Regions from separate parts of the Sus scrofa genome. Here region 2 is linked to region 1. Evidence: chromatin contacts called from public HiChIP or PLAC-seq data. All regions are on one chromosome and are shown on one strand. The core of a region is the stretch at or near the end of the contact, and the rest is flanking DNA. Distances in the headings are between cores, read along the strand shown.

Region 1 (2,564 bases), core at 44-2,543:
TAATGATTCGGGGTCTGTGGGAGGGAGGAGGACTCTGGGGAACGTGGGGTGATTTTCCTCCTTCTTTTCCAGGTAAACTCCGAACTGCAAGTTCCTCCAACTCATGTGTTCCGAATGCCCACAAAATAGACTCAGATCTCGAAAGGCTGCCAGGTTAGGGTGGACGTTGGTTTCAGCCTTGATGCTGGAGGCGGTGTCCCCAGGGAGCTGCCTGGGCTTGCTCGCTCGCTTTTCTAGCTGCTGTTTTGGGGACTGTCAGGTTAAGGCAACCAGAGGAGTTACATGTATCCTTTGGTCATGATTAAAGTCTTAAAAAAAATTGTATCTGAATCTTTTTTAAGGGTTGCACTGCGGCATATACTCGTGGCATATATAAGTTCCTGGGCTAGGGGTGGAATTGGAGCTGCAGCTCCCAGACTACACCACAGCCACAGCAACGCCAGAGCAGGGATCGAACCCGTGTCCTCATGGATACTAGCCGGGTTTGTTTCTGCTGACCCACAAGGGGAACTCCCTGAATCTTTTTCAAAACGTTCAGGTCCAGGGAGACATGGGCCCCGGCCTCTGTGCCATGAGAGAACTTTGTCCCCAGCTCAGACTGTAGCGTTAGAACAGGTGTGTGGCTGTGGGAGGAGGCCCGTGGCACGAGGCTCACCTCTTGCTTTGGGGAGCATTTGGTGTCTGTGGGTGGCGGCTGGAGCCCTGGGGCCATTTTGAGGTCTCATGCCTGCAGACAGTCCTTGGGCCTGCAGGACTTTGGGCGAGCTTTGGGGCCCGCTGGTTCCACCCTGCTGTGCCCCCTGGGCAGTACGGTGAGGTTCCTCCTGTGGGCAGCCTGGGCAGGCCATCCTGTACCTTAGGCCCACCTTGAACCCTGGGCCACAAGGCCCCCCACAGGGTTAGGCGCCCGTCCTGAGTTTACCAGCTGACCCTGCGCCCCCACACCAGTCCCCCCACTTGATCAACTGCAGACTCGTCGGCTCAGTGTTTGATTTCTTTTATTAAGAGAAACATCACCACTCAACAAAGGAGAAACAGCCAAGAGAAACCCAGCTCATGCCGGCAGGGGGCAGCACTTGGAGTGCAAACTCCAGGCAGCCCCCTGAGGGCTGGAAGGCGGGCCTGCAGGGGTGAGGCGGGTGTGGGGCCCATTAGTGTTCAGGCTCACTGGTCCTCTGGGAGCCTGGGCTGAGGAAGCTCTGGGAAGTGACAGACACCCACAGGCTGGGCAGGGACTGGGCTTGTGCACTCAGTGGCTGCCTGGGCAGAGCAGAGGAGCCCGGGGAGCCGGCTGGCCACCCCCCAGGACTGGTGGAAGGATCTGGCCCACTTCCACAGAACCAAGCTATCTGGTGTCAGCTGCCCTTGAAAGATTATGTCTGGGGGATGGGAGGAGGCTGCTTCTTGCTCGTTCTTTTTTTTTTTTTTTTTTTTGTCTTTTGAGGGCCATACCCGCAGCATATGGAGGTTCCCAGGCTAGGTGTCTAATCAAAGCTGTAGCCACCGGCCTATACCACAGCCACAGCAACATGGGATCCGAGCCGTGTTTGCGACCTACACCACAGCTCACGGCAATGTCAGATCCTTAACCCACTGAGTGAGGCCAGGGATGGAACCCACGACCTCATGGTTCCTAGTTGGATTCGTTAACCACTGAGCCACTAAAGCTTGGGCACTGGCCCATGATGCAATTCTGGATTTTCAGTTATCATTAAAGCTTCAGTGCTCACCTGGAAGGCCCTGGGAGGGTTTGGGGTGGATTCCTCTGGAGCCTCAGCAAGCGGGGCAGGCCCCCCACCCCTTCCCACACTGCCCAGGACCAGAGGCGCAGGACGGAGCCAGCAGCAGGCTTGGGGTGCTGAGGACAGGCGGGTGGGGGGGGGGCTGTGCATCACCAGCCCAGCCAGCAGGATGAAGGGCCCTGGGACCGAGGCCTCCAGGCCAGAGGAGGAGGAAAGGTGCAGGCCCAGGAGGGGCGCCGCAGGGGGCCTCACGCCCCTAGGAGCTTCTTGACCATGTAGCCGGGGAGGCTGTAGAGGAAGAGGGCCAGCATCAGCAGCCCCAGCAGCGCCAGCACGATCTTGATGATCAGCCACTTGTACCGCGTGCAGATGAGGTACTTGATGGACTTGAGGGGGTTGAGGAACCAGACGAAGGCGGTGTCAGGCCGGCTGGGGGAGGGGAGAGCCGGGGTCAGGTGGTGGCATCTCCAAGGCACCCTCTCTGCCCTTCTAGACCCCAAGAGGGACACCTCATGGCCCCAGTCCCCAGAGTACTGAGGGCTGCAGCGAGGGTTTGAGCCCCTCTCTGGGCGCCAGCTTTGCTGCCTACATCCCCTGTCCTCGCTGCGGGACCCTGCAGGGCCCCTTCTCCTCCAGAGACCTGGACGGTGTCTCTGGCGGCTGGGCAGCCGTCCCTGACCCACACACTTGCCGTGATGGCAGGTCAGTGCGTGAAGAGGTGGCCGCTGGCTGCAGGCCTTTCTAATTATCAGAGGCTCCCCCATGGAGCAGTTCATTGAATGGGCCCCGTGCCGCTCCAAGGCCTCAGTGAGAGGGGTGCCT
Region 2 (2,564 bases), core at 46-2,545, 420 kb before region 1:
CACCCCCCCCCAAAAAAAAATTAAACAAAAAAAGCTACATGTCTTCTCAGAGCCTCTTTCATCCAGTCACTATTCAATGTAAAGAAATTCCTCCACCTACAACCTTCAACTCAAGAACTCTGAAAACACAAAATAACCCTACAGACCAGCATCCTCCTCCAGCAGATGGCACTGGAGTAGTAGTTTTTCAGCCTGGCTTCCCTGTAGAATCAGCTGGAAGCTTCGAAAAAAAATTTTAAGTCCAGGGATCCGCCCAAGATCCTTTAAAATCAGATTCTCTGGAGACCAACTCACAGGTGATTCTAGTTGCAACCAGGATGGAGAACTTCTGTGTTAGATGAGGTATTACTGCAGGTGTATTTTATTTTATTTTGTCTTTTGTCTTTTTTTTTTAGGGCCACACCTGCAGCATATGCAGGTTCCCAGGCTAGGGGTCTAATATGAGCTGTAGCTGCCGGCCTTTGTCAGAGCCACAGCAACTTGGGATCCGAGCTGTGTCTGCGACCTACACCACAGCTCACAGCAACGCCGGATCGTTAACCCACTGAGCAAGGCCAGGGCTCGAACCCACAACCTCATGGTTCCTAGTTGGATTCGTTAACCACTGAGCCACGACAGGAACTCCTGAAGGTTTATTTTAAATCCAAAGTGACGCCATTGAGGACATTCCCTTGTGGCACAGAGGGTTACGGAGACAGCATTGCCACAGTTGTGGCACAGGCTGCAACTTCGTACAGGTTTGATCCCTGGCCTGGGAACTTCCATATGCCATGGCCTCGGCCAAAAAAAAAAGAAAAAGAAAAAAGAAAAAACCAACAACGAAACACACCAAAACCCCCACAAAGTGATGCCACTGAAAAGCCCTTGACTTATGACCTTGACATTTACAAACTTGGGTCGTGTTGCCTGCAGGAGGATGAGCCCCTCAGAAGGTAGACAGATTAAGCAGGCATCTGATGCTCCAGTGAGAAGCTGCAGACCACTCAGTTAGCCTCCCACCCGAGCTTTGGAGAGACTCCTGACCTCTCCTGGCATTAATACTCCTGGGATAGATAAAGCAAAGAATCTCCAAGGAAGTGCACTGGTGTCCGGCCTGCTGAGCACCTCTGTACACAGATTTTCAATTAAGGGACAGTGGGCCAGCTGGGTGCAACAGTCCCTCCGCTGGGTTTGAACATCCAGTCTCGTTCTTCATGGCCACCAGCAGAGGGAGCTCCATACCCAGCCAACGCACGCAAATGGCGCCTCAAGGCGAGGTTGTGGAAACAGGTGGAAATGCTGAATCACCCAGCTGAGTGGGGCTCTATCACTTCCTGATCTGATTACTTCTCTGTATTCTCCACTGGACTGTGAGCTCTGACTGTGCCTGATTTACCTTCTGCCTGCAAAGTCTCACATAACCCCGACGCACACAGAGTGCTCAGCAATATGACCGACTGTGGCTATTTTGGGCCTCAGATAAGTGAATATTCACCAGACTGGCCAAATGTGGGCACTCCCTGGGATTGCCAAGAGGCTGGAATGCTCTTCCTGCCCTCCTTAGGTCCCTCCCTGGGTATTTTCTGTATCCCAGGCCAAAGCACCACTGCGTTTATCAGAACGCCCTTCCTCCGTGGAGACCCGGAACGAGGGCCTGAGCACCCCGTCCTCCGACGGCATCCTTCCCAGCCCTCCGCAATCCACCCAAACCTTCCTCTCCGCACAGGCCCCCGACCGCTCCCAAGCTGGGGCGAGTCCCCAGGCCCAGACAACAGGGTGAGAGACTCACGCTCCGCCGGGCACAAGGGGCTGGAACTTCCACTGCTCCTCCTCACAGTCCAGGAAAAGCCGGTTCATGATCTTGTTCTTCTCCTCTGGGGGGATGAAGTTCTCGATGATGAGGTACCTGGGAGCAGGGATGAGGTAGAGAGGGGGGTTGGGGGGGTGAGACCACCCGCTGTATGGGAAGGTCGAAGGATGAGAAAGCGAAAAGCAAAGAGGCAGAGGAAACAGGTGGCAAAACCAAAAAGGTGGGGGAGGGGATCCCTGGAGACGTACTAGCGCTTGAAAATCACGTTTCTAATGCAGAGCTCGGGGCCTTAGGCGCTACTTCTGGGCAGCACCCAACATGCACCTTGCGGGTCATCACATGCAGGTGGAGGAAGGAAGGAGGAAACAGGGGGTCGAAGAGACCCCAGATGGGCCCCTCCTGCATCCCTCAGACACATTCTGTTCCTAAGGGGCCGGGACTCAAGGGTGAGTAGACAGAATGAAGCCTTCGGGAAGGAGAGGAGCCCGGCGGGGAGCGGTACCGCCTGCGGGGCGCTGCGAGGACCCCGAACCGGAAGAGGAGGGGCCCTACTTGAGCTTGAGCTCCCGGGTCTGCTCGTTCTGCGCCTCCTCCAGGTCCTGCCGCACGCGGATGTACTCGTCGTGCTGATCCTGGATCTCCGCCTTCACCGCCTGCAGCTTGGCGTAGAGCTGCGTGGGGACAGGGGCAGCTCGGAGGCTCCGGCCAGCGCAGACAGCCTGGGCCCCAGAGGCTGCGGGCTCAGAGTCCACCAGCTCCTCCCAGCATGAGGCCA

Evidence for each region. HiChIP or PLAC-seq counts read pairs in DNA pulled down with a chosen protein or histone mark.
Region 2: an H3K27ac HiChIP or PLAC-seq map of skeletal muscle shows a contact between it and region 1, with 5 times the contacts expected there. The contact joins two enhancer-like sites. A contact is called at or near these places in 12 of 47 Hi-C or Micro-C datasets (alveolar macrophages, blood, embryonic fibroblasts and 7 more) and 2 of 2 datasets of contacts at active chromatin or transcription factors (alveolar macrophages and skeletal muscle).

What each region holds. Positions count from the first base shown.
Region 1 is chr3:112,579,525-112,582,088 of Sscrofa11.1, reverse strand. It overlaps OTOF (otoferlin), which reads right to left. Exons shown (of 47, transcript XM_021087729.1): 47 at 984-2,171. The coding sequence ends at 1,991. It overlaps DRC1 (dynein regulatory complex protein 1), which reads left to right. Exons shown (of 16, transcript XM_021087730.1): 16 at 73-324. Among named protein-coding and RNA genes, the nearest start is that of DRC1, 41 kb to the left of the region's middle. Within about 2 kb of position 1,293, at least 4 of the 83 cell types and tissues checked have an H3K27ac peak or open chromatin away from gene starts, as enhancers often do. A contact at or near this core is called in fetal liver and skeletal muscle, where this site is marked.
Region 2 is chr3:112,998,047-113,000,610 of Sscrofa11.1, reverse strand. KIF3C (kinesin-like protein KIF3C) reads right to left here. Exons shown (of 11, transcript XM_021087735.1): 7 at 2,342-2,460; 8 at 1,769-1,885. Among named protein-coding and RNA genes, the nearest start is that of KIF3C, 36 kb to the right of the region's middle. Within about 2 kb of position 1,295, at least 47 of the 83 cell types and tissues checked have an H3K27ac peak or open chromatin away from gene starts, as enhancers often do. A contact at or near this core is called in fetal liver and skeletal muscle, where this site is marked.